Linked DNA regions of Sus scrofa: region 2 is linked to region 1. The links are chromatin contacts, called in public Hi-C maps. All regions are on one chromosome and are shown on one strand. Each heading gives the region's core, a stretch centred on a gene start, on an enhancer-like site or on the middle of the called end of the contact. The rest is flanking DNA. Distances are from core to core; before and after follow the strand shown.

Region 1 (5,810 bases), core at 1,129-3,628:
CGTGTTCTTCTGGTATGAGCTCGTCTGTAACCTCTTCCACCGCCTGAGGAAGGCGGACAGCTAGCCTGGACAGCAGGAAGGGTGGCCTGGCCCCTTGCCCGGAGACGCCCTCCTGAGAGAAGACTCGATCCACAGTCTCGGGTTGTGCTGCGATCAGGTGCTGCCTGGACCCTGCTCCAGGCCAGCTGTCCTGACCACGAAGAGCTGGGCAGGAGCCGTAACTCCACCAGCTCGGACGCCACCAGGAGGGCAGAGGCGTTTCTCCACGCGACAGCATTTTCCTTGGTCTGCGGGAACCTGACCCTGCCCGTCAGAAGCTGGAAGCTGCCACCTGGCACAGACTCTAAGGGCAACAGCTGCCCTCCTGCATGTCTTACCTCGTCTGCCCGGAGAACTCTCCCGGCTCTGGGCGGAGCCGCAGCCCCCGTGTGAGGCAGGGATCCAGCCCTTTCCAGGGTCTGGTCCCCACACTTGACTTCTCTCTCCCACCGACTCACTTAATAGACATCAAGGCTGGAAGCAGGCTCCGTATCTTCTCTCCATCGCCCCATCCATCACATCCTTCACAAAGGAGGAGGGAAGGGAGCCCTGCTCGCCACTTGTAATTTTTTTTTCCTTTTCTAATTTTACTTTTATTTATTCATTTTTTTGTTATTTTCTTCTCTTATTTTTTTTTCCTACTTTCCTGAATTCTATTTTTCTCAGCATTTGCATCCCCCAGGCAGCTTTGCTTTTGCTCCTGGGTGAAGAATCCCAGCTGCGTTGCTCCTTTTATAAACCCAGCCAGGCTCAAATCTTCATGTCTAGAAGGCATCATTGGGCCTTCCTGTTGTGGCTCAGCAGGTTAAGAACCCAACTAGTATCCGTGAGGATGTGGGTTCGATCCCTAACCTCGCTCAGCGGGTTAAGGATCTGGCATTGCCATGAGCTGTGGTGTAGGTCACAGATGTGGCCAGGATCTGGCGTTGCTGTGGCTGTGGTGTAGGCTGGCGGCTACAGCTCCCATTAGACCCCCAGCCTGGGAACTTCAATATGCTGTGGATGCTGTGGGAGTGGCCCTAAAAAAAAGCTCATCATCACTCACTTCTCTCTCTGGGCAGGCCTGGCCCCAGCCTGTGGGCCTTGAGGGAAAGCAGATACTAAGCAGCCCTGCAGACTGGGGGGATGTGCTACGGGGAGGGGGTGTGGGTAAAGGCAGCACCCCTTTTCCCTGGTCTACCGGGGATCACCCCTCTTTCACTGGGGGGCTGGGTCAGCTCTCCTGGGTGGGTGGGAGCCTACAGCTGAGCCACTGGGCAGCCGCTGCCTGCTCAGGCTGCTCCTCCTGGGTCCAGCAAGGCGTTGTGTGCGTCCTCTGTAATCCCAGAAGGAAGGGGTTGAACAGGCAGCCTGGTGCGAGCACAGCTGGTGCCCTGGAGTCTTCAGGGCACAGGGGTTTGAGAGGTGAAGAAAATCTACAGAACATAACCACCACCTCCCCCCCAGGTCTCCTCACGCCCAGGCCCCCAGGGGAGCTCGGCCTGAGGGGTTGGCCCTGCAGAGGGAGCCCCACGCTGGCCTCACCTCGGCTCTAGCTCCAGCCTTCTTCCTAGCATGTGGTCTTGGGGGCTGTCACGGCTCTCAGTCCCTCTGGATCCTGGGCTCCTGCACGCCGTTACTGCTTCATCTCTGGTCTGGGGTTTTGTGATGTGTCTGGGACCCAGAATCCTGAAGCTGTCCTGCTCTTGGCAGCTGTGGCTGGGGGGCCCCCACACCCACAGGGGTTTGGCAGTCAAGGCTTGGGGCTACAGGGAGGCAGCTGCCTGAATGTATTTTTTATGAAATTCCATTGAAGTGAACTTGATTCTGAGATTCTGCTGAGACTGTCTTCCTTGTTCATTTTCTGCTGACCAGCTTGACAGGAGAGAGCTTTGGATACAGAAAACCGCCATGGACACTTCTTGTCTAATCGATGGGACAAGGCAGTTCTTTGCCAGCCTCTTCTGTGTGCCCTCCTGCAACCCAGGGCTGACCTCAGGGGTGGCCCTGTCTGGACTGCTGCGCCCCGTGCCTCCCCCCAGCCCCAACCAAGACAGACTGAGCCAGGGGGCTTGCGCAACCTCAGGGTCACTCCTAACACCTCCCCTCTGCAAGCTGGCACCTGGGACCCTTTCTCTTGGGTTAGCCCATTGATTTTCAACTAGTTTTACCATTAAATAGCGTGTGTATTTGGAGTAGGAGAGGGGCTTAATGGGACTCGATCCGGCCCTTACCACCTTCCCGCTCTCACCTTGAGAGGTGGGGTGGGGGTAAAAGTGCCACCACCTGCGAAGTCCTGCCCCTCCAGCCATCCTCTCGGCCCTCCCACCCCCCGGGCTGAAGGCCACGCCCCCCGCAGGCTCCTCCCACACCGCGCGGCCAGGCGAGTCTCCTGACCCCGTTTTAACCTGAGCCCTGGTGTGGGGGCGGGGCGAAGGGGGGGGTGCCAGCGCTCAAGACCGAGGGCTTCATGCCGGCCGCGGAGCACATCGGGCCCAACGCCGAGCAGCCGTTGTGGTCCCGGACAGGCCGTGGGAGAACCAGGTGAGGAGAGGATAGCGGCGGTGGGAGCAGGGTCACCGGCGTCCTGCCTGGCTCCAAGCTCCGAACTTCCGGGCGTGCCCGGTGGCGCGGCGGGGGCAGCGTCGTCGGGGCTCCGGCAGGTGGCGTCGGCGAGGCGGCCGGGCCAGGCCCCGCCCCCCTGCCCTGGGCCCCGCCCCGCCCCCTGCACTAGGAAGTGACCTAAGCGGCAGCAAGGCGCGGCCGGCCTCGCCAGCAGCGCCGCGGGCGCGGGCCGCGCGCACCATGCCAGCCGGACGGCCTCTGGGCACGCGGGCGCGGCGCCGGCGTGGCAGGTGGGTCCTGGCGCTCCCACCATCTCTCCACCCCACGGGACACCGGACGGTGGGCTGCGCTGAGCCGCCGGGAAGGGCGTTCCGAGCTTAGGGAAGCTGCCCAGGTCTGGAGAACCCTAAGGCTATCTCCGAGTCCGGAAAGGGGGGACCACTCCTGGAAGATACGTAATCCCGCTCCCCTCCTTAAGAGAAAGGATCTAGAATGGAACTGAGGAACTGGGAATCCTGGGTGGGCCAGGCTGAGTCTCTACCACTCAGGAGGCCAGTTTAACCAGTCCATCCTGGGGAGAAGCTGGCCAGGAAAGGGGGCGTCAGGGCGGCAGAGACGCTTCTGCGCCCAGCCCTCTGGCCAGCCTTATCCCGTGGGTTGGAGGGGTGGGCTCTCTGGACCGAGGACTTTGACTAAGGTTGAGTTGGGGAGAGGGGCTTGGAACTTTGCAGGGACAGAGCTGTCCACAGCGTGGAGCCTGTAGCCATCTCACTCGCTGAGAATCATGCTGGACCAGCAGCTTCCAGACCGGCGTATATAGGCAGGAAAAGTGTCCAATTATCGACCTCTTCATCCCCCCAGCCCATCACACCCCACCTCACCCCAGCCTTGGTGTCAGCTGAGAATAATCCTGCCTCCTGCTGGGGCTGGAGAGTAGAGGTCTCTTTCCTCTTGTGTAATCCCAGAAGCTGCAGGGCTTCTTTAACTGAGCAGCAGGTGCCTGGCCAGCCTCACCACCAGAAGCCAAGCTTTGTGGGCACCTAACCAAGCCCTGAATGCCAAAGACTGCCCAGGAGCACCTGTCCCAAGCACTGGCCAGTTCTGCCCAGGGCACATAGGGCTGGGAACCCTGGCGCCACGCTCCACACCCAAGGCCTCTCCCTTCGCTGCTCCTCCCCAGGTGCTGTCACTCATCCCACCCCAGTAAAGAGCACCTGAGGCTGGATGGTCATGGGGGAGCCTGGTAGAGAGGAGTACAGAATCCAGTCTTTTGATGCAGAGAGCCAGCAGCTGCTGAAGACAGCACTCAAAGGTGAGCGCGGGGAGCCTCCCGAGCCTGGGTCCAGAGCTACACAGAAGGGCCCAGGGGGACAGGACCGGAGGACTGAGCCGTAACGCCCAGGCCTCTCCCTTCAGTTTCTGAGAATGGGAGTCAGCAACATAATTCTGGAACTGGAAGACAAGCCCATGTAGGCCAGTATTTGGGAGTATGAATCATAGAGTCACCCTTCCAATCATAAAGCTTTTTTTTTTTTTTTTTTTTTTGTCTTTTTTTGCCATTTCTTGGGCCGCTCCTGTGGCATATGGAGTTTCCCAGGCTAGGGGTCTAATCGGAGCTGTAGCCACCAGCCTACACCAGAGCCACAGCAACGTGGGATCCGAGACGTGTCTGCGACCTACACCACAGCGCACGGCAACGCCGGATCCTTTAACTCACTAAGCAAGGCCAGGGACTGAACCCGCAACCTTATGGTTCCTAGTTGGATTCGTTAACCACTGCGCCACGACGGGAACTCCATAAAGCGTTTTTTTAAAAGGTTACGTACGCAGGACAGGAGGGCGAGGCACAGAGGACGCAGTTCCTGCCCTTCAAGCCCTTACACAGGACCTGGTTTCTGTGTTGCTGCAAGCAGCTCTCTTCCGTGTGCAGCACCGCCTGACCTGGGACAGAGGATGGAGTGTTCTGCTTGGCAGAGGAGGAAAGTAGTGGTCCTGGACCCGTGCCTTCTGCAGCACTCAGGACAGAAGTTTGCCTCAGCTAACGATTAGCGATGCCTATCACATGCCAAGCTAAGCCTCTGGGGAGGCCCCGCCTGGCCCGCTCTTGTCGGGGGCTCATGTGTGCATTGTGAGAACACTTCCTTTGGTGGACGGCTGTCAAAGACATTGTTATTCAGGGTTCCGTCCTCACCCTTGTGCCAGGAAAAGATGTGTCCTAAAAACCCAGCATCTTCCATTCCCTAACAGCTGCGTAACCCTCCCTGTTTCCGCTGATTGGGCCACCCTAGGAGGCTCATGGCCAGAGCTGCTCCTGCGTGCGGTTTCCTTTCTGTTCTCTGGTCTCTTTAAATGGAAGGGCGTCACGGGAGTGCTCGCTCTTCTGCGAACATCACGAGCCTTTAGAAGCAGGTGGAGGCAAATGTGATAATTAAGCACCCCGAGATTCCCCACCTGTCTTTACCCTAGATCCAGGTGCCGTGGACTTGGAGAAGGTGGCCAATGTGATTGTGGACCATTCTCTGCAGGACTGTGTGTTCAGCAAGGAAGCAGGACGCATGTGCTACGCCATCATTCAGGTTGGGTGGGGTTGGTACAGCAGAGGGGAGACGCTTGGAGGAAGGTGCTTCAGAGGTGGGCAGAGGCCTGGCTAGCCAGGCAGCGATGCACAGGGCTGGCCTCAGAGGCACAAGAGGACAGCAGGGGCCTCAGCTTTAGAAGCTTGGGTGGAATTGTGACAGCACTGTCACGCCCCTTCACCAGCCTTTCTCCCACTCACAGGCGGAGAGCAAGCAAGCTGGCCAGAGTGTCTTCCGCCGCGGACTCCTCAACCGGCTGCAGCAGGAGTACCAGGCTCGGGAGCAGCTTCGAGCACGATCCCTGCAAGGCTGGGTCTGCTACGTCACCTTTATCTGCAACATCTTTGACTACCTGAGGGTGAGGGCCCCCCCACCCCCACCAGCCACATCCCGTGCAACAGAGATGGCCTGTCTCCTGTGCCACCAAGCCAGTGCTGTGGCGCTCACTCTCCCCCGCAGGTGAACAACATGCCCATGATGGCCCTGGTGAACCCGGTCTACGACTGCCTCTTCCGGCTGGCCCAGCCGGACAGTCTGAGCAAGGAGGAGGAGGTGGGTGGCCTGGGCACGGAAGCCTGGGGAGGTAGTCTTTGGCGCAGCTCACTGTCCATGGAGACTTTCGAGGGCATCACTTGCTGGGCAGGAGCTTGG
Region 2 (6,391 bases), core at 200-2,699, 180 kb after region 1:
AGAGTAACTAGCATGGCTGAGAAACAGGTGTGACCGTCTCTCAGACCTGGGACAATGACTGTCTGCCCAGTGTCTTATGCTGGAACGAGGGTAAGAACATCTTTGTGTAGAGTAGTTGCATCTTGCTACATGGAGACGAAATTCTTCTCGTCATTGTATGAAGTTCCTATACAGAAGCGTATTTATGGATGCTGAGCAGCCATGGAGGTGGCGGAGCTGGTTATTGCTATAACCTCTCAGCCCCACCCCAGCCAGACTGCCCCGTGCTGCTGGGGCTTGGAAGCTGTTGTAGGGAACACGAGAGGGAAACCGCAAGGCCAGAGGGAAAAAGGAGACCTGCCCCTTCCTGTGATCAGAGAAACCTCAGCAGTATAGCTGGCAGCAGTAGCTGGTTCCAGCGGTGTGGTTCATTTGCAGCTTTCCACACTTCCAGAACCAGCCTCACTGCACCCTGAGACGGCAGCCTCTCTGCACAGGGACCCTCCTCTGAGCTTCCACCTTTTTTTTTTTTTTTTTTTTTTGTCTTTTTAGGGCCGAGCCCACAGCATATGATGGTTCCCAGGCTAGGAGTCTAAATGGAGCTGTAGCCATCGGCCTACGCCACAGCCACAGTGACATGGGATCTCAGCCGCATCTGCAACCCACACCACAGCTCATGGTAACACTGCATCCTTAATCCACTGAGCAAGGCCAGGGATCGAACCCGTGTCCTCATGGAAACTAGTCAGAATCGTTTCTGCTGAGCCATGAAGGGAACCCCTCCACCTTTAGTGACGCCAACCTCTTCCCTTTGCTCCCCAGTCTTGGTAGCAAGAACTATGTCCTAGGACCACATCTGTGACACTTGTGTCCCCTGGGCCCGCTCCTTTCTACACTGCCTGTTCACAAGTGCTGTGCTCTCCCTTTGGAGCCACATACCTTGCTCGCCACCTTTGGGGGTACAGCCAGCTCCCCAGCTGGAAGCACCTGCAGCAGGGATGACCTAACGCCTTCTGTGGGTCCTATACCTGTCTGGTGCCTCAGTGATCCATACCGAAGTCATTGGTTACTTGATCATCACATTTCCTACTCATCCTCTTCCTTGCAGAGAACATTTCCTCCCAGAAGACTTTTTTCCCTTAAAAACCATCTCAAACTCCTCCCATCCCTTTCGGGCTCTGGGCTCTGCAGTGGGAGGCCCATCTGTCCCCACCTTCTGGTTCTCGGCACTCTCTGGGTCCTTTCAGATTCGGTGAAGTGAAAGCCAGGAGGAAGAGGGCCCCGCACCCCCTCAGGCAGTGTTAGCAGCAGGAGAGAGGAGGACTGTGTAAGACGCCCTGCTGGAAGGGGTGCAGTGACACTCACCTGCTGAGAACAGCTTGAGAATCATCGACAGTAAGGGCCAGGAGACACCAAGGAGACTGCAGTCGTGGAAAACATACACCAAAGGTTTCAAGATGCAGAAGTTTGTTTTATGTCTTTATTGACAGGAGGAAAGAAAAAGGGTCACAGCATTTTAGACTTTATTCAAACACACACATGGTAACAAAGGGCACCCACAAGTGACAGGCATGGTCCCAAAGGTCGGGATCAAAGGCCATGCTGGAGGGTGTGGGTGAGGCTACTGCTCAGCAGCGCTGCCCCTTCCTCCTCTACACTCCCCGACGCCCCTGAGATCAGCTGAAACTGCAGAAACAAAGTCGCCCTAGAGGAGGCTGGACCCTGCCTCACTGCCAGCAAAGAAGAGCAGGTTCTGAGGAAAAGACGGAAGCGTGCTACTGTGTCATCACTCAGGAGGTGCCAGGCTGCTCCCTGGGCCTGGCCTCCGACCTGGGCAGAGGAGGAGGAGCAGTGACACTCCCCTTGTGGCAGGACTGGGCGACCGGAGAGTGTGGGTCCCTGGTCACATGACACCCCCAAGCTGCCGGTCAGACCTCTCCGTGGAGGTATCGGCCGGCCTCTCCTGGAGGGAGAAGGCTTTCAAGAAGAGACACCAACTTGGCTCATCAAGGGCGTGGATAAGATACTTTTCCAGAAACCTTAAGAAAAGAATCACCTTCCAATTCCCTGGGGCGCTGAAGGAGGCCGGGAGGAGGGAGCTTGGTCAAAGCCAGCATCTAGTTTCTCAGCACGCTTATTAGCAAGGGGCTCAGCAGTCTTTGCCCAGGATCCACCGTGGGCCTGAGAAGCTCGAGGAAAGTAACTACGCATCATGTAGCCTGGATCACAGCTGCCCCGCAGCCCTCTGCGCTCCTCGCTGGCTTGGGACCAGAGGCTGATTATCAACAAGTCCCAGGAAAGCAAACCTGATGGGGCCCGAGGCCCCAGGTGACATGGCTTCCCTTCTTCGCAGGCGGGTGTTACTTATTCAAAGTGGCCAAAGGACATCTGGCTTCTCATCCTCTGTCCTCCTCGGTCAGAGCAGCTTTTCCTTGACACACTCAAATCTTTTTTCTTCTTGAAAGATGACAGGATGGAGGCCTGCAATCTTTCTGATGGGACGCAGGTCAAGTTCCTCTAACATCTTATAGCTGTAAACATCCTGGGCAAGGGCCGGACTGCTGAGGTGCCCACAAGCACGTTCAGGCTGGTGTGTAGACACGGCGTGTCGTCAGCACACACCCTGGGCACACTCTTCTACCCTACTCTTCACGGGAGGTGAGGGCAACGTGAGAATCCCGGAGAAGTTATGCCATCTGGGCAGGAGGATGGTATAGGCTCAAAAGACATTTGGCACAGTCGACAGTCACTTTCAAAAAGCCACCACCCCAGAGCCACGCAGTAAGCAGTCAAGCTGTGGAGCAGAGAGAACCTCAGCTCTGAAGGGGCCCCGGAGCCACGGGCCGAAGGGGGCTTCTGTGGATGGAGCTTTCCTCATGGGCACCTCCCGCTTCTGCGGACCACCTGCCACACTGCGAAAGTCACCTGGGGAAAAGTGAGGGGTCTCTGGCCCTTTGCGCTCCCTGACTGCTCCCTAAGACGCAAGCGTGCAGAGAGCAAGTCCAGTTCCAAGCTCTGAGGTCAGAGCCCAAAGGAGGGCTCTGCTACTCCGGGTCAAAGGGCGCTGGATCCTCGCCCCCGGGGCCCCCCACGGGAAGAACTGACGGGAGGGCTGGGGTGAGGGAGGCCTCAGGGCTCCCAGCAAGTGCACAGCCACCATGGGGGACGGCGTGAGGCAGGTCTGCCATGGTCAGAAACCAAGGGACACAAACGAATATCGCACTTTTGGTCAAGGCATTTCCGCGAGTCACAGAATGACGACACCATGGGTACTACAACACGACATGTGTGGCAACGTTCAAAGAAACAGCCGCCCTCACCCTAAGCCATTGGAGGGCCGGTCCAAAGTCCCAGTTTAGAAAGTCAGGGAAGGAAGATGGGCCAATGGAGGGCAAGAAAAGGTTGCAGAAGCAGTTACACAAGCTACCTAAGCTCCCACCTGCCTGCCCGACTCGGTGCAGGAGGCCGCCCGCCTCAAACCTCTCCCTGCAGAGAAAGCCAGCTACCTGGGGGGTCCAGGCTGCCCAGACAAATGAGGAAAAGCCGAACACGGTAGCAGCTGGGTGCTCAGAATCCTGGGCTGCGACCCCCGGGCTCCAACCACAACCAAGGGCCCCCTCCTCGCCTGTTCAAAGCAGCTCTGTTCACAGCAACGCGGGGGACCAGGGCAGCTCCATCAAACCGCAACTCAACAACCTGAAGCGAGAATCCTCTGCATCTGCTGCGTTGCTTCGGGGCACTTAGGAGGGAAAGAGTGTTACCAGGTGGCTGTCACCATCCGACGTGGCACGCTCGGGCGAGAACACGGCACAGCTCAGGGATGACCCTCTTCTGTTTGCTCCGGCTTCTGCCTACAGCGTGTGCGAGGACCTGGGCCTTCCCCTCCCCAATCCCTGCATGGGCTCCGACTGGGAACCTGGCCTGGCTGCGTGGTAAAGATTTGTTATAACACTGGCTACAAAAACAAAAGCAGGTTTCTGAAAAGGTATTCTGCGGCTGGAAGCTGCATCTGTCTTCGGGTTCCTGCGGGTGGGGGCCGGGGGGGTTCCTTTGGTTTTGACCAGAACGCTTCTCCACTGGGGGCGGGGCCGGGCTCGGCTCTGCTCTGCGGTAGCTCGGTCACTGTACAGGAGCAAGACTGAACTTTACAGGTGTGCTCGGCCAGTGGCTCTCTTGTTGTCGAAGGTTCTGGAATTTACATCCGAGATCCTCTCTCCTGAAGAATCTGGAAGGGGAAGGCGGGGAAGAAGGGCTGAGGCTTGGACTCTGGATGCAGCTGCTTTAGGGCTGAGGGAAAGGAAGGGCCCTGGCGCGGCTTCCACAGGGCCCCGCTGAGCAGCATGACAACCGTCAGGAAGCAAGACAGTTCCCCAGCAGGCAAGGCCACCTCCCCTGAAGCACTGCCATTGTCAAAGGCTTGCTGAACACGGCCGGGCTTAAGGTTTGCGTGCTGTTTGGACCACTTCTTCCACACCAAAGGTCATGGTTCAGGCTCATCACATGCTGATGATTTAGAAGCATGTGCGGGTGTGTGTGTGTGAGGGGGCTCGGTGGAGAAAAAAGATAACACCGTACAACAGTCTTCCAGTAGTTAACGGAAGGGGGCAGGGACTCACAGAAGTAACCAAACATTTTTTCTCTTGAGATAGGAAAAAAAAAGAGGAAGTTCCCATCGTGGCTCAGCGGTTAACGAATCCGACTAGGAACCATGAGGTTGTGGGTTCGATCCCTGGCCTTGCTCAGTGAGTTGGGGATCCCGCTTGCCATGAGCTGTGGTGTAGGTCACAGACGTGGCTCAGATCCCGAGTTGCTGTGGCTCTGGCTTAGGCTGGCGGCTACAGCTCCGATTTGACCCCTAGCCTGGGAACCTCCATATGCCACGGGAGCAGCCCTAGAAAAGGCAAGAAAAAAAAAAAAAAGAGAGAGAGAAAGAGAGAGAGAACAGTTTCCAAATATAAAGGCAAAATACTTTCCAATTTTGAGTTTCGGCACCCTCACCTTCTCGTGATGAGTGGCCATGAGCTTTTGCCATGGATTGGACAGGGGCTGGGAAAAAGACTACCCCCTTTTGCTTCATGTGTCTTAACTAAACACCTCTGTTGCCGCTCCAACAATTACAACAATCAAAAGGCCAAAATGAGGGGGAAATGCAAAGCTGGCTTGAGAAGGAACGCGAAACATCAGTGAGGAACAGGTCAGGCCAGGCCTGCGCAGAGGCGGGGAGCAGAGTCAGAGGCGAAATCTGGGTGCGGCCACTTACCTTTGCTTTCTCGCTGGGTTCAATGACAATGCCATTGGTCGAGTTGTTTAGTTCTCTGGAGACAACGCAGAGGAATTCTGCCTGATCCTCATTCCCATAGTTATAGGACGATCCGATGCTGATGAGCTGATAAAACAAGACGACGATGAGCATACAGTGACCTGAAAATTCTCGGGTGCTGCACAAATCCATTGCTCCTCCTGAGCGCGCTTGCTGTCTTGCTTCTCAAGGAGGAAGAATTCTCTGGGACTATCAGGGCCTCAGGGAAAACGGAGCTGCTATTCACCAGGGTGGCCCGGACAAGGCCCCCCCCACCAAGGAAAGCTCGAGTTCTGCCACTGTCCCCTCAACCCAGCGCCTGAAACAAGGCCAGAGGCAGCAGCCCGGAGGAAAAGGATCACCGTCCCGCTCACAAACCCTGAGAGGAGCTAGGGCGTGTCTGTGAATGGAAATGGACACTTGCTTCAGCCAAAACACCTCCACAGAGCTGGCTGGTCTTTAAGCAGATGTCCCAGCCAGGAGCTTGGCAGTGCAAGGCTCTAGAAAGCACCAAGCGAGTCACGGAACAGCTCCTGGAGGATCGATCCAGGATCTCGTCTGCAAAGGCAATTCACACGCAGAGGGAGAGGCTGAGCCTGAGGGTGAGGTCATCCTGGCGAGGCTGCGAGGCCTCAAGTCAGGAGAGCACCACTGACTGGCCGCATGGCTGGGCTTTGCTGGGCCCTGACTTTCTCGTCCGTGTAACAGAGGCAAGGGGAGAATATTTTGTCCTCCCACAGCACATTCATGAGCTGAGAAAAGTAAGATTAAAAAACATTCACTAGTTTCACAAATAGTTTTTGTTGTTGTTGTTGGGTTTCTTTTTGTCTTTTTAGGGCCACACCTGTGGCATATGGAAGTTCCCAGGCTAGGAGCCGGCCTATACCACAGCCACAGCAATGCAGAATCCAAGCCGCATCTGTGACCTACAACCCAGCTCACAGCAATGCCAGATCCTTAACACATTGAGCGAGGCCAGGGACTGAACCCGCATCCTCATGGATATTAGTCAGGTTTGTTACTGCTGAGCCACCTTTGCCTTTAAAACTTTATACCAGGGAAAAAAACACTGCTGGTGTGGACGCAGGGCAACATTTTGGGACACACACCTGA

What was found. Hi-C and Micro-C count contacts between places; a contact is called where the count stands out from the background.
Region 2: a Hi-C map of fetal skeletal muscle shows a contact between it and region 1, with 1.7 times the contacts expected there. The contact joins the promoter of LOC110255970 here to the promoter of MIF4GD in region 1. A contact is called at or near these places in 1 of 5 promoter capture datasets (liver) and 1 of 47 Hi-C or Micro-C datasets (fetal skeletal muscle).

What each region holds. Positions count from the first base shown.
Region 1 is chr12:6,044,917-6,050,726 of Sscrofa11.1, forward strand. MIF4GD (MIF4G domain-containing protein) reads left to right here and starts at 2,379. Exons shown (of 6, transcript XM_005668610.3): 1 at 2,379-2,562; 2 at 3,764-3,895; 3 at 5,050-5,159; 4 at 5,362-5,517; 5 at 5,619-5,711. The coding sequence starts at 3,808. It overlaps SLC25A19 (solute carrier family 25 member 19), which reads left to right. Exons shown (of 8, transcript NM_001164514.1): 8 at 1-519. The coding sequence ends at 64.
Region 2 is chr12:6,224,943-6,231,333 of Sscrofa11.1, forward strand. LOC110255970 (tripartite motif-containing protein 47-like) reads right to left here and starts at 1,450. Exons shown (of 4, transcript XM_021066665.1): 1 at 1,345-1,450. The coding sequence starts at 1,369. KCTD2 (BTB/POZ domain-containing protein KCTD2) reads right to left here. Exons shown (of 6, transcript XM_021066666.1): 5 at 5,240-5,365; 6 at 1,438-4,204. The coding sequence ends at 4,175.